Regions from separate parts of the Gossypium hirsutum genome. Here region 1 is linked to region 2. The links are chromatin contacts, called in public Hi-C maps. All regions are on one chromosome and are shown on one strand. Each heading gives the region's core, a stretch centred on a gene start, on an enhancer-like site or on the middle of the called end of the contact. The rest is flanking DNA. Distances are from core to core; before and after follow the strand shown. Region 1 has its middle 4.1 kb from the start of LOC107887425. Region 2 has its middle 47 kb from the start of LOC107888167.

What was found. Hi-C and Micro-C count contacts between places; a contact is called where the count stands out from the background.
Region 1: a contact with region 2 is called in a Hi-C map of leaf, with 4 times the contacts expected there. The contact joins two enhancer-like sites. A contact is called at or near these places in 2 of 34 Hi-C or Micro-C datasets (callus and leaf).

The regions. Positions count from the first base shown.
Region 1 is chrA03:66,057,532-66,063,508 of Gossypium_hirsutum_v2.1, reverse strand. No RefSeq gene overlaps it. Among protein-coding and RNA genes, the nearest start is that of LOC107887425, 4.1 kb to the right of the region's middle. Within about 2 kb of position 4,153, at least 3 of the 9 cell types and tissues checked have an H3K27ac peak or open chromatin away from gene starts, as enhancers often do.
Region 2 is chrA03:65,517,705-65,523,715 of Gossypium_hirsutum_v2.1, reverse strand. No RefSeq gene overlaps it. Among protein-coding and RNA genes, the nearest start is that of LOC107888167, 47 kb to the right of the region's middle. Within about 2 kb of position 1,910, at least 2 of the 9 cell types and tissues checked have an H3K27ac peak or open chromatin away from gene starts, as enhancers often do.

The DNA of each region.
Region 1 (5,977 bases), core at 2,904-5,403, 540 kb before region 2:
ATTAAAGCAAATTAAAACGAAACAGTAGCAAAGTGTCTAGCAATATCAATACTGACAGAGTCGCGCATGAAAGAAGGTAAAATATGATACATAACAAAGTCATTAGTAGTAGAAGGTAAATTAAAATTTCAAAGAAAATTTGGGTTGCTACCCATTCCAGCAAAAGTATCTGCGCACAGAGGCGAATATGGGGGGTCCCGGCCCCTAAATGGAAATTTACTATTTAATTTTTTAAAAAAATTTTAAAATAATAAAGATAAAATTATATTTTAATCCTTTTAAAATTATAAAAATTTAATTTAATTTTTTAAAAATTATAGAAAAATAAATTATTAAAAATTTAAATTTTATTTGGACTCTACTGAAAAAATTTTCTCGCTTCGCTATTGTTGACACACCGATTGCCCGATAAGACAGACTATGCCAGAAGGTGCTCAATGCAATGAATAACCAAAACTTGGAAGGATAAATTTCGGCAATTGGAGTTATGCATAAGACTAATAACAGAAATACCCACAATTGCGGTCAAAGTCACGGATAAATGGTTCCACCCCGCCGACCCATTAGTTATTTAATTAAAACATAATTAATTGGTAAGTGAAATATATGGATATGTAGTATACATTGTAATCTGTAACGAAATAACTAAAACAAGAAAGATACTTGGCTTGTGAAGGGTATATGATTCCAGCCCTTTTATTCATCCATGTCAGATTCTTGCAGTAACAACCTTACTTTCCTTAGATGGCAGAGTTATGATTAGGGTGAATCTCAAAATCCCCTATAGCAGCTACTACTGGGTCCTTCCATGTCCATGGCTTTACTGCTTTAAACACCTTTCAAAATCCTATATATATCTACAGGAATTTGGAACATACCCTCCTCCTGTTCTTCTTCTTTGTTTCTTCCATTGTTTAAGTTGAGCTAAAATTAGAAATGGTTTGCAGTTCTCAAAGGGTGCTTTTGTTTCTTATCTTTTTTGGGTTATTAGCAATTCAAGCTGATAAAGTTTGTGGGTTGAGAGGTATACACTTTGTCTTAAAACAGACAAGGAAGGCTGTTGAAATGAAGGAAATGAGAACAGAGCAAAAACCACTACCTGTAAACAACAAAACCGATCCAAATGAATCAAGCAAAAGAAGAGTTCGAAGAGTGTCAGATCCTGTCCACAATAGATCTTGAATTTGAGGGCTACATTCAAGTAAGTTTTAACACTTTGAAATACAATGAAACAACTTTACACAGTGCAGATAATACCAGAAGGTGGCAAAACTGTACCTGCTGTTAAAAGAATTTTTTTTAAAAAATTATCAGGGGTGGTTGATTGGGTTCTTTTTCTTTTTAATCTTTAAAGAAAAATTTCTAGAGATGGATATATAGATGTTAGTAGGGGAAGCTTGGTCCTTGAAGACAAGTTAGTGAGTATGGCATCATCTTTGTATTGTAAGCTAAAGTCCCGAGAGGTGTTGAAGAAGAAAAGTATAGACCTCATATTACGCCATTTATAGCTTCTTTTTCTTTTCTTTCAATATAAAATTTTACTTGTGTTTGCATCAGTAGCAAGTTTCTAGGTTTTTTCTTTTTTTGTATGAAAACGAACTATTATTATTAAATTATTAGATTAAATTCCGATGAATGACATGCCTTTGAGCGTCTTCCAACAATAAACGAAAAATACACTAGAAGGTTTAGAACACACAAAATAATTAATTAAAAGAGACAGTAATTTGAGAAGATTGAGGTTGATAGCTGCTTCCCAAAAAGACCCAAGTATCTGCGCATTTGTTCCGTGCACCAAAAACAAGCATCATAGAGTTAGAATTCATACAACAAAGGACTATTTTACACTCATCAATCAATAATAAGTTAGAATTTGAACAGGCTTTCATAAAATGTAACAATAACGTAATATCAGCTTTAATCTAAAAATTGTCGATCTTATAATCTCTAATTAATACCAGTTTATCTCTCAGTATCCAAAGTTTCACTTCTACACTAATTGTAATAGGTCTGTGACAGAAAGAACTAATCACCCCACAATCCCGATGATAACGAATAATTTTATCTGCACCTTTTTTTTCTAAATTCTCTAAAGATGATTCATCGGAACCAATAAAATCTGGAAGATTGAGATTCTTTACGGCAAGAAAAAGCAGAAAATTCTCCATAATAAAATTGACCACTTAATACACACATGCTGTAGCAGTCACTATAATTAAATTTAATTAGTACCATATATATTTTTAGTCTGTTGTGGAAGTAAGCACTAAAGTTTTTAGATATTTAAAGAAATATGTTCACTACTTGTTTCCAAATCTGTATATTTTAGTAAAAATGAAGTCTAACTTTAATTAATCTCAAATGCGTAACTTGAAACAATGACATCAATCAAATTTATTCTGTACTTAGTGTTTTGGAGGAGCATCTTAATTCGACAGAGAAATGAATTCTGGATCAACATTATATCACTATAAATGAATTGACAGCAATGACTTTGAATTATTAATTTTCATGAGGGAGTAAAGTGCAATTTTTAACTATTAAGTTTGGGATTAGTGAAACGAGAAGACCTTAATTATGAAAATAATACAAAATTCCAATTTAAAACAGTGACCCAAGGCCCAAAAGTCTTTGATCAAATAAGTGTGGAATTCAATAAAACAAGGTCAGACAGTAAAAGTGGATTTGGAATTTATAACAGGAATCGACCCTTTAACTGTGCATCTGGGCCGGGACTAGAGTTTGCTTATGGGGGAGTATGGATTATATATAGTATTTAAATCAACTTTTTAAGTTTGGTCTATTAGATCCAAAACATGGATTTAATTTTTTTTTTAAGTCTTCCTCAAGTTAAAAATTGTAAATTTAGATTCCACCCGAATTGTTAATATTTGATTTTTAGAATTATTTTATTTAAAAAATATAATGCACTAAAAAATTAAAATAAATATGTTCTAATATATTAAAAAATATTTATGTTAAAAATACTAACATAAATATAATAAATGTTTTATTGTATTAAATTTAATTTTTAAAATATTATATTTTGGGTTAAGTTATTTAATTGGGTAAGTCTTTTTAGATTTTGGATAAGAAATATAATTTTTATTAGGTCAGTGATTTAATATATATAATTTATTATTTAACATATATAATTAATATAATTAATTTTTATAATATAATATATTCAGATAATCTTAATTAAAGCTTGACCCATTTAAAAAACAAAACTTAAATTTTATCAAACCCTCTTATATTTATCCAAATTCTCTTATTGTTCCATCAAGTCTTCAAGTTTGCGTGATTCAAGCCATGAGCAGCTCTAGCTGGGACTTCAATCTTCGTAAAAAGACAAAGCAAAAATTACAGGAGAGGGGCTTTACTGCATATCCCTCGTCATACAAAAATGAGTTATAGGATCTCAGTTAAGCCCAACTCTGTTTGGAGGCATTCTTTGGGTTTCTAAAGGACCATATCCTCAAACTTCAAACTAAATTTTTTTAGGTTACACAGTTCAACCCTTAATTATTAAAAGAAAAAGTTATAAATGAATCAAAAGGGGTTTCCCAAATGAAAATACACTGAACTTGAAACTTGGAATTAAAGTTTGCTAACATAGTTGCTGACACAGTGATAATATATTTGTATTGTATGGCATCTTTTTTACTATCCATGCAAATAAAAAGAATGGAAGTTATTGAAAGGTTTGTTGTTTGGGTTAAAAAAACCTCATTAAATTCACCTAGAAAAGGAAAAGAGAACTTTAGCTCAAATCTACACTAAGAGAATTTCATGTTACAAGATTTTGGACACTTTTATCAAGAGAGTAGATTAGATGAAAGCTGACATTCAATAGATCATGATAATGCAATATTCTTATCCTCTATAATGAATGGCCCTTTTCCGTTTTGACAGCCTCCCAAGATTTTTCTTTTTCTCTACTTCTCTGATCTTATCTTCTTGAGTAATGTTTCATAGATGCAAATAAATGCATTTAGGTGGATGCTGATATGATCCACCCATTACTCCAAAAATAACATAAAAACTTTGTAAATTGTGGTGATAATTTCTATATGTACAAAAACCTAGAGCATAGTGAGGGAGAGGGGCATCTCTAATTTAATATTTGTATGTGGGGGGCCCAATCACTTAAAAAGAGTGGACCATGGAATCTGGTTCTGTAGGTTTGAATGGTTGGTGACACGACTCTAGTTGTTTCCACAGGGAAATTAAAGTCAGACCAAATTAAGGACCATTTTTCCTGCTCCTCTCTGCCTTTTTACCATTGCCTTTGAGTCTTTAAAACCGCCCCAGTTAAGCTCTGCTGGCCACTTGGACATGTGCTTTCCCTTTGAGGAATCCTCAATTATTAGGACAATAACCCTCTTGATTGCTGGTTGTTCTGATAAACATCACTAGCAAGGTCTCATTTAAGGAGAAAAAAACAATCCCAAAAAGGAAGATGGATAAAAAACTGTAGTAACTTTATTCCTGCTTATCTAAATATTTCTCTGATGGCGAAAGTATTGCAGCTACACATATTGAAAGTTTGCTAATTTTTAGCTCGTTGAGTTGCAGTTGAAGAAAGTAACTATTAATAGTAAAAATGGAGATGAATACTAAACTTTGTTTACGTAATAAATAATAAAAATAAGTTGTGATTTAAGTTCAACTCACTCGTCAAATTGCAACATCATTCTTATACTTTGAGCGAAATCAATCTCATACTACAACTTTCCACTTGAAAGCTTAGATGTAAACTGGTGAACACAAAATATTTTACTTAAAATTTAACAATTCCTAATTGAGCAAATAAAGTAATCTCACCTTCTTACTTAAATAAATTATCTATAAATATAGATAAAAGGCTTGTTCAATTACAATCAATATCAATAACTAATTCCACTCAAACTGAAACAGTCATTAAAATATTTCCAATAAAGTGTATATTCGGTAGAAATCTTCTTGCCATCAAATTCTTTGAAAAACAAATATTGTATTCAAGGGAACTTAGATTGTAATGAAAGATTGAATCCCTTGGCTTAATTTTTTCATGTAAAGACTTCACTAATGAGTTGTTAAAAGTCTTCAAAAATCAATAATTAAAGGTTGAAACAGTAAATCATACTTTGAACACTAAAGATATATAATTTTATTCAATGTACCTACTAATGTTCAATATGCATAGTACATGACTTTAGTTAGTGTAATCATATAGTAAATCCATTAATCTTTTATGCGGTAATGAAGGTAAAAAAATTTCAACAATTGAGTATTCCTTAAATTACATTAGGCGTTGCAGCTAACAATTATAATTGGCATAAATTCATACACCACAATCAGTCGAAATTTAAACAGCATTCATCACTATCATATATAGTTGGCATTTTGCAAGTCTACAAAGCTGACATAAACAGAAAAAAGAAACTTGAATCAAAGCTAGATTCCATTCCAGAAAGCTAGAATTTTCATATAAAAGAACATGACTTTTAATATTTGTACTTAAAACATGCAACAAAGTTTGGGGGGTGGAGTGACGCGGTGAGTGGAAGACTATTTAGTATTGCAAGTGATAATAACAGAAGTTGAAATTTACAAAATAGTTTCCTAAGAGTATTTCTTCTAAAAAGAAGGTTTGGAAGATGAAAATAAATAAATAAATAAATAAAGGAAGTTTAGCACGAATAACACATTGTGAGGTGTCTCCTGTCATTCTGAATGCAAAGGGTATAAAGTTGTAATGAAAATGATTAAGGGTTGGAATGGAAGAAATGGTCAAAATGTAGTTTCAATGGTAGAGCATTACTTGAACTTTATTGTGTCAAATTGTGCACAAATGCGCGTGCTTCTTTGATGATGACATGATTGTCAGGACATTCCTCAAGTTGTTTTGGACTCTAATTCTTTGCTCTGTTTAGTTTTAGGGTCATAATTTGATTCATATTCATCACTCCACTCTTGTCACGCTGGGATCAAA
Region 2 (6,011 bases), core at 661-3,160:
CACATGCATATATACATATAATAAGCATCAAATATGACAGTTAATTATTTTTGTGACTCGGTTTTGTGGTCCCAAAACCACTTCCCGACTAGGGTCACATTAGGGCTGTCACAATAGGTCACTCTAGTTTTTAATGTTATTATTAAATTAATGCTTAAATGCTTCATTATAAGGTTATTTGTCAATAAGCAAAATAATTTATAGGAGCTTCCTCTTAGTTATCACAAAGGTAATGAGAGATTGATTTCTAGGCACGATGTTCGAAACTACAACTAATTTATTAAAAAATATTGAAATTATCTTTGCATTAATCATTAAAATCATGAATCAAAATTGATATTTCGCCTTTGACTAGATTTTCATCACATTGATTCCTTTTATTTTTATTTGCAATATTTCTTTTGAAAATTTTAATTTCAATTTTAATCTTAATTTAAATCTCCCTTTATTTTTATTTTACTCGTTTTTACTATATAAATAGAATTATCAATAGTCTTTGTGAATTTGACCCTATTTATTGCTATATACAAATATTTATATTATTGTGTAGGAATTTATTTTTGTTAGTTTCAATACCCACAAAATTTTGTCATTATTGCTATGGATTGATGTTGATAATTTAATTTCTTTTTATGTCTCAATCTTTCCGTGCAGGTGAACTCTAGTACGAACCTAAGATCGAGAAAACTGCTCGAAGACTAAAGAAAAAAGTTAAACCGCATTGTAACCAATTGTCTTCATCTACCATCCTGGATACTACACTTGATTCAGGTGATTCATCTAATGCATCGGAAACAAAAGAAGAGATGGCTAATTAAGAAAGAACCATGAGAGAGTTAGTCCTGCTGGATCTAAATCAACAACTGATTTGCATCGAGTACCCTGAATTAGAGATATTTTTTGAATTAAAATTTAGAATAATTCATTTGTTCTATACTTTTTGTGGTCTAGAAAATAAGGATCCACCTGAAAGAATTCCATCCTGTGTGTTCTACTATGAGATCTCAAAGAGTATATGAAGAACAATTCAAACTAAGAACCTTTACTTTTTTGCTTGTGGTTACAACAAAGGACTTATTATTTTATTTACCTTTTGGATCTATAACCACATGAACAGGCATGATATATTTTTAGATAGTTTTTTTCTACTTCACGGGCTACTTCTATTAAGGATATTTATAGCATCAAATGGAAACACATGGAAGCCCTTTATTAGTATTGGGAGAAATTAAAACAATTTTGTGCTAGTTACCCTCAACATGAAATTTCGGAACAATTACTCATCTAATGTTTTTTTGAATGACTTACCTATGGAAAGAAAGATTTTTTCTTGAAAATGGAATTTCTGAACTAACCTCTCTTATTTCATAAAATTGTTGTAAGGAACATACAATAGGTGAAAGCTTCGTGGATTTGTGCTAATTTCAGTCACCAAATTGACATGTACCCGACATTCCAAGAAGATTCAAGAGAGCATGTTAATGCAATTGGAGGATTTCTCGGTTCGTCTCAGAGGAGGTATGATCCCTTATAAATACTTGCAATCTTGAATGGGGGGATCATCCAAATTTTAGTTATGCAGCAAGACCACAAAATATTCAAAATTCTCAACCAAGGCCACATGCTCTCACACAACTATCTTCTTTTACTTAAAGTATGTCTTTGAAGGAATTATTAAATCTCTAGTAACTAACCCACAACAATTGTAACAGGAAAAAAGATCGAGCAGTAAAAATCTAGATAAATAGGTTATCTCTCACTCGACTTCCCCTTGTTTCCACAGATGCTTTGAGAGACCAAGAAGCAATTTAGGTAATAGTTATTGAACGGCCCCATCTCATACCCTTGAACCACTAACTTCTCGGGCTCTCAATAATTATATTGTTTTCATAAGCGAAGCCCTTCAACGGCCCAGACTTGGTGTTAACCCCCTAGCCGAACAAACCATATTTATCAGTGTTGGCACAGCTGTCCTCCACAGCCTTGTCAAGGCCATCGTTTCCCCTATCTGGCCTGGGCACTATCCACGTCACGGTTCCCAAGCAACGAGTTCTCACGCTTTCACTCCATCGTCATCTTTCTGGATGAACAACACTTGTATTGAGATGTTTTAAGCATGGTTTTGGCGGTTCCCTGTTTCTGGTTGTTAAGATTCATACCAGTATTTTGTATCAGGTGCTCATTTGCGTTAATAAAATGGATACAACCGCTGTTATCTTCTTCGCTTTAACTAAAATATCGACTTAATCATTGGATACAACTGCACCTTTGGGACGCAAAAATCGGTCCATTTCCAAAAGAATGACAAAATGGATCAATTAGGGATTCTTCAGCTTTACTGTGCGCATTCTTAGAACTGTAGAGAACTGTCTCTTACTTGATAGAACAAGCTCATGAAGCCTGACGCAGGTTAATTTCCTTGGACTGTTTGTATTAAGAATTTAAGCGATGATGGTTTGTTGAACTCTTAACATTAGTACGGTAGAATTAAACTTCATAGATCAAACTCATGATGCTTGCACAGTATCCCAAGGTTAACATTTAAATCAACATGTGATTAAGTTGTCTTAGAAACCATGATTTTCCCTTCCTTCATTAAGGAATAAAGAAAGCTGCCTCTTGCATGTATTGGAATGCTTTTTTTAATGTAAATAATGGATCATTGACTTTTTATTGCTTTTTTGTTTGTTTTTACCACTCTACTTTTCGGATTTTTAATAATCTTAAGAAAAATTTTATGGGAGATCAACAATGATCAACGACCATGACTTCCAAGACAAAGGACAGAGAGTCGGTAACTTTTTTTTAATTGTTTATGGCTTTGAATATATATTTGAGATTCTTCTTCTATGCAAAAATGGGCTTTGTAAAAAGAGATCTTAAAAGGGGGGGGGGACAAAAAGGCATTAAAGGAGGATTTGGATTCCTTGAAAGAGAAAAGCAAATGGATTTGTAAGGTTTTTCAGCAAAAGAGGGGTTTAATTTCCACATACATGATTGTAATTAAGGGGATTAATGTTGCACGTAAAAAGAGGCATTTGAAGGTGGAGTTGGAACAGTTTTGACTCATTGTTGAGAAAAAATATAAATAAAAAGGTTACACGCTTGGAAAGCAAAGCCCTAGGCGAAGGAACAGACAAAAAGGGTTCCAACCGAGGGCTAGATTTGGGGAGTTTCACTGAATTTGGAGTCCCAAGTTTGACATTTTACTCTGTGAACTCAACCCCCATTAAATTCATGGTACTCCACTTGCCACCCACTTACTAGACATTTTTTACCAAGTTCTTAAGTACGAGAAATTTTGATTCCAAGCACTCATGCTACAGGTTTTCAAAATGAAATTCAAACTTGACTTTAGTTCTCACTTAATTGCCATTACCGAAAAGCAAGAAAAATTGAGGAATTCTGCATAGTGTTTGGCTTTCCAAAGCCCACAAAATCAGAGGAAATTTTGAGTAATTACAATTGACTTTTGCCTCTCAAACATAGAGACTTGACTTTCAGCTTCTTATTAATTAACATAAAACCATGCAAAAAATGTTGGAAAATGACTACATAGAAACAAGTCATTTTTTTTTCCTAAAAAGATGAATTGAATTAACATATAGAAAGAGCCGATAGCAAAGGCAAACAAGTGGTCAGGTTTTATATACTAGTTATATCAGAATTTTCCTTTCTAACTCTAGACGATATGTATCGCAGTTGGGGCTTTATTTAATAAATATATAGAACTGGGGACGATAAAGCAATCATGCCTTGGGATTTTTAGCACTTCAGTTTGAGTCCATCACAATTCATGCCATGACAAGAAAATTAATTTAAATTATTTAAATTATTTAAATTATAAAGCTAATTAAAATTATTTAAATTAATTAAAATGATTTAAATGATTTTGAGCGGTGTATTTTTTTTATTCCACAAGCAAGTTTAAAAAATGTTTTGAAATTTTTTAAAATCCACAAGCTGGTTGAGGATCTGACAAGTGGCTCATTTATTTATATTGATTTTCGGCATCATATGCTTTGTACATGAATACACGTGTTTATATTTTTATTATTTAATGAAATATTTTTATTTTTATAATTGAAGATCAATTACTTTAACACTTATTATAAGTTTAGATGAAGGTAAAAGAACAATTCTCTCTTAAAATTTTATGTAAATATTTTAAAAATCTAATTTTGATAAGTTAAAATTATTTGGAGAATTGATATTTGAGTATGATTTAATTTTCATATTTAACATAATAATAGATAAAATTAATTATGAATTTATAGGTATTAAAAAGTATCAAATTAATTATTAATTTTTAAATTAAATGTTAAAACCTAATTTAATTTCTTTTACTTTAATGTTAAAAACTAATTTTTAACAATTTATGTTAAAAACTAATTTTTAACAATTTATATTTTAATCTGTTTTATTTAAAACCAAATAAAATGTTATTAATTAAAAAGTAAATTCAAATTGTATCAAATATACTTAAAGATTATCATAATATATTTTCCAATTTTATAATAGTTATTTTCACACAGGATATAACAATTGAGATTTAATCATTTAATTGTATTATAAAAATAATATGAAATAAATTAAAATATTAAAAACACTTTGAACTTCTTAAAAATGATTAAAATAAAAAATATTTAAATAATTTTTTCAAATCTAATTTTTTTAATTTCTTTTTTGGAATGAAAATGTGGCTAAGGAGCTTTAGACCTCCTCATTTATACATCAGCTAAAGCAACTCAGCATTACAAATATCATTCTGAAGCCGCCTTCATAGTTTAGGAACCAATTGATCATATAATTGTAGCCCATTATGCTCATTCCTTACCAATTTCGCCATAAAATCAATTACTTGATTGCAAACTCTTGGATTATGTCTAATTGTTACTTCTTTGTTTATGAAGCATATTCCCTATATGTCGCTCAAAAGAATATATATTAACAACCATTTTCTTATATGTTATCAATTGGGCAGCCTCATTACAATCAATTTCTAGCATAACCTTTCAAAGGCCTTTATTTCAAGTCACGTCTATCCATCTTAAATAGCTTATAGTTTCGAATTCGATTAAATTGCAATGCGCATCAAATTCATGGTGCAAAGTATAGAATCAAAATTATAAAAAAAAAATAAAAAAATAAAAATACTATCATTATAATATAACATTTATATGGATATAAAAACAAAGTTAAGAAAACAAAACCCATCATCCATCCTAAAAGGGATTTTGATAGTGGCACTAAAATGTTTCATCTTCAACCTTTAAAATTCATTTTATACTTGTGGAGTTGCATGAATAATATAGATATTTTTTAGACATTATTATTTGAAAAATATTAAATGTTGAATGTTATTTATATTGTTAAATCTTAATTTTAATTGATATATAATTGTAACATTAATTCAATAATAATTAATTAATTGATATACTCAATTGTGCAGTTCAAATGAAGAAAAACTCCACTATAAAAAATTAATTAATATCTAATTAATTTCACATGAATATACTATCATAATAATTAATTTTATTTTTATTTTTATCACATAATAATACTAATAAATTATTATTCTAATATCAATTTAGTAATATAATTAACAATAAAGGATATTCTCGTTAGTTTAAAAAAAATTCGAACTCGTGCTTTTATATATGTTATATATAATTTATTTTTTTATTTTTTTACTACATCCTATAAGACAAATGCCAAACCCTCAACCTACTTATGGAGTTAAAAAAAACTCCCCTTTAAAGTAATAGAATACTTTTGAGAGCATTTACTCAAACACTTGGTGGGCGTTATTGTGACCGTGAGAGAAAGGAAGAGACAAACAGAATGTCCAGATGGAGACCCATGAGAGTTGGTATCAGAGCTAAGGTTTGAAGGCACCGATTGATATGAAGAAAGTAATAGACATCAAATTGAGCCAATGAAAACTCGTGAGAGGGCCAAGAAAGCTAACCGATCGAGAGATACATTATCAACTTTGAAAAGTCAAGTGG